Regions from separate parts of the Hordeum vulgare genome. Here region 1 is linked to region 2. The links are chromatin contacts, called in public Hi-C maps. All regions are on one chromosome and are shown on one strand. The core of a region is the stretch at or near the end of the contact, and the rest is flanking DNA. Distances in the headings are between cores, read along the strand shown.

What was found. Hi-C and Micro-C count contacts between places; a contact is called where the count stands out from the background.
Region 1: a contact with region 2 is called in a Hi-C map of seedling, with 2.3 times the contacts expected there. The contact joins the promoter of LOC123424747 here to the promoter of LOC123424733 in region 2. A contact is called at or near these places in 4 of 6 Hi-C or Micro-C datasets (leaf and seedling) and 1 of 1 datasets of contacts at active chromatin or transcription factors (embryo).

Annotation. Positions count from the first base shown.
Region 1 is chr1H:72,449,719-72,454,321 of MorexV3_pseudomolecules_assembly, reverse strand. It overlaps LOC123424747 (SUN domain-containing protein 1-like), which reads right to left and starts at 3,121. Exons shown (of 3, transcript XM_045108427.1): 1 at 2,875-3,121; 2 at 899-1,974; 3 at 1-383. The coding sequence starts at 1,960. The coding sequence ends at 81.
Region 2 is chr1H:72,123,171-72,127,643 of MorexV3_pseudomolecules_assembly, reverse strand. LOC123424733 (VIN3-like protein 1) reads left to right here and starts at 1,718. Exons shown (of 4, transcript XM_045108409.1): 1 at 1,718-1,809.

The DNA of each region.
Region 1 (4,603 bases), core at 1,872-4,371, 330 kb before region 2:
GTTTGACAGGGGCTTCAAGTCTTCAAAGCCAAAGAGGAAAGACCGTCACACAACTACAGAACTACTAGAACAGGCAGGCCTCACGAGGCTGCGGTGCCGAGAGAGCCAGGCTCGCTGCCGTGCACCCTGAAGCGGTAGATGCACGTCAGCTCAGGCTGCCCGTGGTTCGAGGAGAAGTCGAGCCGGACCATGTTGACCACCGACGCGTCGGCGGTGGTCCTGTCTAGCTGGAAGGTCTGGGCGTTGCTCTTCTCAAGGTCGTAAGTGAACTCTCCTAGGCTTGTCGGCATGCGTGGTTGCTTGTCTGAATCGTCGTCTGCTCCTTGGTACCACCCGCTGACCTGGAAATCCTTGGGAGCGCTGGAGCGGTCGAAGGCCACACTCTGCACAGGCCAGTTATGAACCGCATAAGATTAGTAGTAGTACACTAGAATTAAGCAGAGAAGTGATTCGAGGGAGCAAAGGACATGCAGGGCATGATTGCTAAATGATAAGATCATAACGTAAACAAACAAAATGGAAGAACCGGTCATGTCAACTGGGACACAGCAAAATGAAGAACATGCGTTGCTTTCACAAAGATTTCTTTCTATCATGGCCCAATAAAGCCTGATTGAGGGAAGAACAAATGAAGTCCAATACCGCTAACAGATAGAGCTGCATGCCATGTAGTTGCAAGTTCCTAGTAATAGATAGTAATGGCATCAAAGGTGAAGCTGATCAATCAGAGCACGCACCGACATGGCATATGTGGTCAGCTATCTCAAATCAGATATGTTGACAAAAGAAAAGGCTTGTAGCATGGAAAATAATGAGCCGCCGTATGGGTTGGACAAAGAGATGCCAAATAAATAAATAAAGTAATATTGAATTATGGTAATACAATGAATAGCCATACCTTGTCGACATGCTCTAGAGTGACTGCCTCAGGAACAATTCCTGTCCTGAGCCTGATTTCCACGAATCCAACACTTCCTTCCAGTGCAAAACATTCTCCTGGCTGCCCAAAACTTGGCTCCAGCATTTTGTGACTTTCACTACGACGAGGAAGAATGCTCTTAGCTTTCTTGAAAGCTCCCGAATGCTTAACCACTTTGCCACCACCAGACCCTAATGCATAATCCACCATTCCAAGGCCATCTGCTGCATGCCTAGCTATCTCCATCTCCACAATCTCTTTGGCAAATATTCTTACATCGTCCAAGGTTATATCACTCCCAGTGCCATCCAAACCCTTCTTTCTCTTCAACTGAGTCAGAATCTCATCGAATTCTTTCTTAGAGACAAAACCCATGTCTCTCAGTTCAGTAAGTGACTTATCTAATATGTCAGCCTTGCCTTCCAATGTCTTCATCTTTGTCTCTAACTTCTTACCTTTGTCATCAAATTGCTTTGTGATGTCCCTTTTTGCTTTGCCAATCTCATCTCCTAGCTTCTTATCTAAAATGTCCAGCTGCACCTGGAGCATCCTAGTCGTCTTCTTGAACGCCTCTACCTTGGAAAGTCTGCTCTCCATATCAAGTGCTGTAAATGATAGATCCCCATTTTGCCATCCCCATAACACCTGCCCCATCCAAGCAAAAGCCGTAAAAAGAAGGCAAAGCTTCATCAGCACACTTAGTGCAGTTTCCCACTTGGTTTTTCTGTGTTTAGTAGTAATTTTCTTTCGATGTTCAGCAGAAGGTGATGGAGGAAATGCATCTTTTTTTGCCTCAGACGAATATTTTGGCTTGTCGATAACAGACTCTCCACGGCTTGTATGACCAATATCCTTCTTGCTAGAAACCTTATCATTTGAGACCCCATTAACTCCACCTTCAGTAAGAAGCTCAGGTGTAGGTTTTTGCTTTGCAACAACAACTGTTCGCCTCCTAACATCTTGGCTGGAATGTGAATCCACACTTAGTGCATGGTTCCCATTTGTATTTGCGGCCGGTATTGCAGCAGTTGAAGCCGACATCGTTGTCCCTTAACCTACAATAGAACATAGCTAGATTACAAACTGGAAATAACAATGCAAATGGAACAAGGCACCAGAAAATGAGTGCTGTTACATGATTATTTTTTGGCAATAAATCTGTGCAGGGTAACATGAAGGATACATCCAAGGAATTTATCTTATAGCCGGCCTTCCCATATTTATTTTTGTTGGTAACTTATCTGTGCAGGGTAATGGATGGATAATCTATATACAGTAAGCCTAAAACAAAAGGTGGAGTTCACATGCATAAGATGAACTGTAACATATAACAGCCTCCGGATACATTATTTATTCCTTTGCAATCCAGCAATTAAAGCTGGGCAGCAAAGAGCCCGTCGTAAGTAGGAAAAGAATACACTATCGGACATAAAGGTACAGGAGAGTCTGCAGATTTCGAAGAAATGAAAGAATCCATACTGTTATTTAACTACTAGTACGGCCATTTACCATCGCCGACCAAAAATATAAAGCCAAGCAGTAAAATGTGAAGACAAGGAGTAAACTGTGGTATCCTACACAACATTTCGAACCAAATCTCGAATTGTATATTCAGCTGCCACAGTGAAAGGGGCAAAAACAATTAACCGAAAGCAAGCCTGCAACTTCCCAACGGTTCTAATTCCCCAAGTTCAAGCAATTACATACATCACCAAGGAAAAAAGAGAAAACCCTAAACCACTACCACGGGTCAACCCAGACAGAAGGAAGAGGGAGAACGACCTAAATCGAGCACATCGGGCTGGGGATCAGAGGGCGCCATCCATGGAGCAAACAAACCGGCTGACTAAACGGTTCAGATCTTGGTTGCTCGCTGCAGCGGCAACGGGAGATGCCCGAGGAGGAAGGAAAAAACGACTCGCACGCAATCGAGCTAGGGTTTGTTGGTTCCTTACCGACGAAGGGGGTAACCGAACCGCGCCGGTGGGGCTGGCCTGCGGTGGCCCGCCGCCGTCGGCGCGGGAGGGCTGCGGGGAGGAGGAGGGCAGCCGGGGGCCGGGGCTGGGAGCGGGCGAATTTGGGGAGGGAACCGGAGGAGGAGAGAGTGTGCTGTGGGCGAGAGAGGGAGGGAGGGAGGGGGTGGGGAAGAGGAGTGGCGAAGCGACGGGTGCGTGGAAACGGTGGAAGATGGGGAGATTTTTGATTTTGAAACCGAAAGGGTCGCTTCACGACGGAGGAAGAATAGCATCTCAATTCTCGGACGCAACCTCCCACTCCGAAAGTTCGATATGACGCCGCAAAAGACCAAAAGGCCCTCCACAAGATTTATACCATACACTTTGAAAAAAACTACAAGATTTTGAAAAGGGGATTTTGATATTTGTCCTTGACGGCAGATCCTCATCCCCCTCCCTCCCACGCTGGTTTCACCTCCGCGGACAGTCTGTGAAACCAAAAAAGATAAGTACGTGGTCGCCTCATCCGATGATGACGTGAGATCTTCACGTTCGACGTCAGTTGTTGATGGTGTTTTATAAAGTACCTAAACAAAAATACAGTAGTTCGTACATATATATTTGTTTGATTTTGAACGCAACCTCGTATTACCAGATGAATGTGAGGCACATATTTTACCAAGGATGAGGACCTCGTTAGACAAGTAACAACACTACTCCCACTATATGAGATTATGGGAGGATGGTATTGAAATGTACGAATACAGGTGCTCTCCACATGATGCAGGTCAACTCATCAAGGTCTATGTGTACCAACAAGACCGAGTATCCATATTAGAGCTACTGATGTTCTAGTACGCTTGTTCACATCTCTAGTACTAGTGGTTAGAAAACCATAAAACCCACAAACCGAGTAGCCATTTTGTTACTTTGTTCAAGCAATATATCTGAGAACAGGGCGTGGTATTTAACACTTTGTATAGCGACTAAAATTCCTTTTATTAGCAGGTTGTTATAGGAAGCTTGTCAAGCATTATGGCATTATTGCTCGACCTTGGACTCGTCTACTCAAAATAATATTCCCTTCATGTGGACAAGTGACCACGATCTGGCGTTTGACACATTGAAGCAGAGGTTGATCAATGTTCTAGTTCTTGCATTACCAAATTTTGCTCGGCCTTTTTTGTTCTTGAAACCAATGATATTGAACAGGGCATTGGTGTTGTCTTGCAGCAGGATGTTCACCTATATCACACTTGCAGAACCTTGTGCCCCCGCAACAAAGGATTGTTGACATGATGAAATATAATTGATGGCTGCATTGGCGCCCTTATTTGCAAGCAATGAATTCTTGATCAATATTGATCACCACGACTTGGTTCATCTTGAGGACCAATGTTTGCACACATCACGGCAGGAGAGGGCATTCACTAAAGTGTTGGGTCTATGCATCGGTTGTGTTATCTATGGCGTCCAGGAGTGGAAATGGACACATTGAATGCTCGTTCCATTTTTCAACCTGCATGGCTCGAATATGCCACACAAAAGTTATTATACTAATGCTCATACCACCAAGATAATTAAGGACATTACCTTCGATCCCGACTTCTGCCTCACTTGCATTTTACCCCGAGGGATGGATTATAGTACTATAAAGGACGTGCCTAGGTTGGCCATAATAAAGATTTTCAGTTTGATTTACAAAAGAAGGACATGATTCAAAAGGAGG
Region 2 (4,473 bases), core at 469-2,968:
GAGCATCTTCATAGACCTCACCTCTACCTCTCCCTTGATATACATGTCTATGAGAACTACAACACAGTTTGGAAAGGAGGAGGCACAGACGAAAGGATGTTGGAATGGGTTGCAAGAGGACCAACAGCTCTTGCCAAAAGGCCAAAAATAGCCTCCATACTCCCATAACAATGCATCCTCTCCAAATGAATTAAAACACCGATTACAAAATGAATGTCCTAAAAAGTCCAGTTTCCTAACATACCGTCCATTATTCAGAAAATTTCCCTCAATAGACACAGGATCATAAACAATATAAGGTATTCCCATAATCAATTCCTCTCCCCTATGATTCCTCTCTAAATCCTTCAAATTAATAGGAAACTTCCCAGAGGAGACCATAGATGGGTTCAGGATTATAGAAAAATCCCCTTTTACAGCCTGTACCAGATCCCTACACCCTTCCTTCCCCGAATCGGCAGAGATCACGGGAACAACACAAGCGCTATTCCCAGAAATAACTGCAGAATTAGGGTCGATGGAGGCCTAAATCACCTAGAGGGTGGCTGGAGGTTGCGGGTGGGCCGCGAGGGGATTTTGGTGAATGGTAGCCGAGGTCGCACGGTCTGTTTGCATCATCTAGAGCCCTTTTTTTGATTGCTCAAAAAACTTTTGCAAAATAATTTATGATAGGACTGGTGTTGGAGCCCATTTTTTGCCCCCAAATACCGAAAACCAACTATTGCCTTATTTTATGGCTGCTTTAAAACATTTTTAATAGATGATGTAAAATATATCATTAAATTATGTTTTGAGTAAAATTTATATCATAAAAAGTGGGTTTTTAGGTCATCAAAACCTTCAAATGCAATAGATGATGTAAGTTTTTACACCGTCATCGCGGAGGTGGCCATGATGAGGTGCGTTGGAGCGGCATTGTCGGTCGCGGGGTCTGAGGAGGCGTCCATGTGGTCTAACGACGACGGGGAGGTTTCTTGGATAACTGACGCATTTTGCTCGAGGGTTTACATCACGAGCAAATGTTGAGTATTTTTTCTTTTTGGAATCTATACCATGTGTTGGGGCAATGTTTTTGTTTTAAAAATGTATTACTTTCACATTTTCTTAGTCGATGTTATTTTCTACATTTACATCATCTATGGAACACTGTTTTTTTTTTTTCTGAGGGGAGCTATGGAACACTGTCAGGATGTATAATACGGGGAACGTTCAAACTTCAGATCGCAGTAACGTGGAAGTTTTCCAAAAAAAAAAGCAGTAACGTGGAAAGTGGAAACCCGTCCGTAAAAGGAGGGCCGCGCTGAACGCCACGCATCCCTGCCGTCCGATGAGAGATACGGACGCCCCAGATCCCTCCGTCCCTGTAACGGCAGCGGGGCCCGGGCTCACCATACCGGTACCGGTACGTACGCTTTCGGCGCTTCGCCTCCGCTTCGACAGTTCGACTCCGCTCACGCGCACGCACGCACTTCCTCCCCCGTTCCGTTACACGGGAGCCTCGTTGATCTCCTCGGAAGACTTGGACTTGTCTTCAATTCCTTCGCGTTCCCACCCGAGCCTCCTCTGCCTCTGTCTCTGCCTCCTCTACCGCGTGCGTGCTGGTCGCAGCTCCGGGGGGAGACCAACCAGGCGACCCCGCCCGCCCGCCCGTCCGCCGCCGGAGGGAGCCCGCTCGCCCGCGCCCTCCTCCTCCCGTCCAGCGCCGGGCATTGGGATCTCGCGGCTCGCCCCACCCGCGCCCCCGCGCCACCCAGCCCAAACCCTAGCCGCCGCCAGGGGAGGGTCGCGTCGCGGCAGCAGGATCCAACGGTACGGAACCGGCGCACCCACTCCCGTTCTCCTCTGCTCCTCGCTGTGCGCGGCGCGATTCTCCTCGCGCGTTTCGGTTCGAGCTAGAACGAGCCGGGGAAACGCTGCTGCCCGTTTGCGTCGGCTGGCGACGGCGCCCGCGGATTGTACGGTGCTGCGTGCTAGGGGATTACCTTATCTTAGCCATGCTGCAAATCGATTGAATCCCTTGCCGCGCTATGGTGTGCTGCCACCGCCTTTTCTTCTTCTTCTTCTTCTTCTTTTTTTTTTTTTTGCCTTGGTGCGAGTTTAGCTGGTTGCGTGAGTACGCTTACGCTGTTAGGCGTCGAGAAATTAACGAGGGTAGCACCAGGCACAACACTCCTTTGCGGGAATCCACGTGGCATTTTATTTGGCGATACATTAATGCATCGTGAAGATAGTTCAATAAGGTATCTAGCCTCTGCATTAGATCGGGGCATGCCCTGCACATATGGTAGTTGAAGTAAATATCAGTTCATCATTTTCCTGGGCAGGAACGTTTATGTCGGTTTGATTATGACTTTAGTTGCTGTTGATGAAATCGCTGGGTAGTTACATAAATGTTTCCATACGAACATTGCCAACTTCACGGATTTACAGTTCAATGCGGGTTTCCTTCTACTTTTGTGTTGATGAAATCACTGGGTAGTCACATAAATGTTTCCATATGAACGTTGCCAACTTCACGGATTTACAGTTCAATGCTGGTTTCCTTCTACTTTTGTGTTGATGAATCCCTGGGTAGTCACATAAGTTTTTCCATACGAACATTGCCAACTTCACGGATTTACAGTTCAATGCGGGTTTCCTTCTACTTTTGTGTTGATGAAATCACTGGGTAGTCACATAAATGTTTCCATATGAACGTTGCCAGCTTCACGGATTTACAGTTCAATGCTGGTTTCCTTCTACTTTTGTGTTGATGAATCCCTGGGTAGTCACATAAGTTTTTCCATACGAACATTGCCAACTTCACGGATTTACAGTTCAATGCGGGTTTCCTTCTACTTTTGTGTTGATGAAATCCCTGGGTAGTCACATAAATGTTTCCATATGAACGTTGCCAACTTCACGGATTTACAGTTCAATGCTGGTTTCCTTCTACTTTTGTGTTGATGAATCCCTGGGTAGTCACATAAGTTTTTCCATACGAACATTGCCAACTTCACGGATTTACAGTTCAATGCGGGTTTCCTTCTACTTTTGTGTTGATGAAATCCCTGGGTAGTCACATAAATGTTTCCATATGAACGTTGCCAACTTCACGGATTTACAGTTCAATGCTGGTTTCCTTCTACTTTTGTGTTGATGAATCCCTGGGTAGTCACATAAGTTTTTCCATACGAACATTGCCAACTTCACGGATTTACAGTTCAATGCGGGTTTCCTTCTACTTTTGTGTTGATGAAATCCCTGGGTAGTCACATAAATGTTTCCATACGAACATTGCCAACTTCATGGATATACAGTTCAATGCGGGTTTCCTTCTACCTTTGCGTTGTTGAAATCGCTGGGTAGTCACATAAATCGTTCCCTACAAACATTACCAACTTCATGGATTTACAGTTCTTTGTGGGTTTCCTTCTACTTTTGTGTTGATGAAATCGCTGGGTGATGACATAAATGGTTCCGTACAAACATTGCCAACTTCACGGATTTACAGTCATCGTGGGTTTCCTTCTTTTTTTATTGATAAAAATCGCTGGGTAATCACATAAATGGTTTCCTATGAACATTGCAAACTTCACAAATTTACAGTTCATCGTGGGTTTCCTTTTTTTTTTTTGTGGCATTAGCTCCCAAAACTGCTTAGCCTAAAACTTTTCTTGCATGGATACTTCCATGAATCAGGCATTCCCAAACGGCATGTGGGGATGTTCCCAAACGACATATGTCTGGATGTTCCCTAACGGCATATGTGGTGCTAGAGGACTGCTAGTTTTTCCTTCTTTATCTTTTTAAAATATGGGGGTACTTGGGGGTATTTTTGGATAAAGACATTCCAATAAGATGCCATTTCAGGCCCAAAGCAAACTATCCCTTCGCCTCAAACCCTAGCCAAACGTTGTGTTAGAGCATATCTGTTCGGAGCTTGCCGCCGCCACCGCCTCCAGTTGTCGCCACGGCTCCACGAGCCGTCATTTGCCTCTTCTAGACACCTCCCACGCTGCTTCTTCCGGTGCTATTTCATAGGTAAGCTCTGTGGTGTCAAGCATTAAATTGTGTAATTCATAGTTACTGGATCCGCTCGTTATATGGTCGATCCCCGATCTCGGTCAATAGATCTACATCAGGGTTTGAATTCGGCGTGATTCCTTCCCAAGTCGACTCTCGATTCATGATCTTCATGGACCCAAGTCGATCGTTATGTCAATAGTTCGTGCTGCTGCCATCACTGCCTGGATCTGCCGCTTCCTTGCCGCTTTACATTCCTGGTTCGGTCCTTGTTCGAGCACCTCTATGGCCGTCGCATAGGTGCTGTCCTTGAGGAGAAGCAAAGGTGGATGCCACGATGGGTAGGAGTAGCAGGGAGGCATCATGGGCGAGAGAGGTCGGCAAAGAGCAGGGGATCCAAAGGAGCATGTGTCTGCGGGTCAATAGCTCGGTGCCTTAAAGCTGATGAGAGCGCTTGTTTGCGAGTAC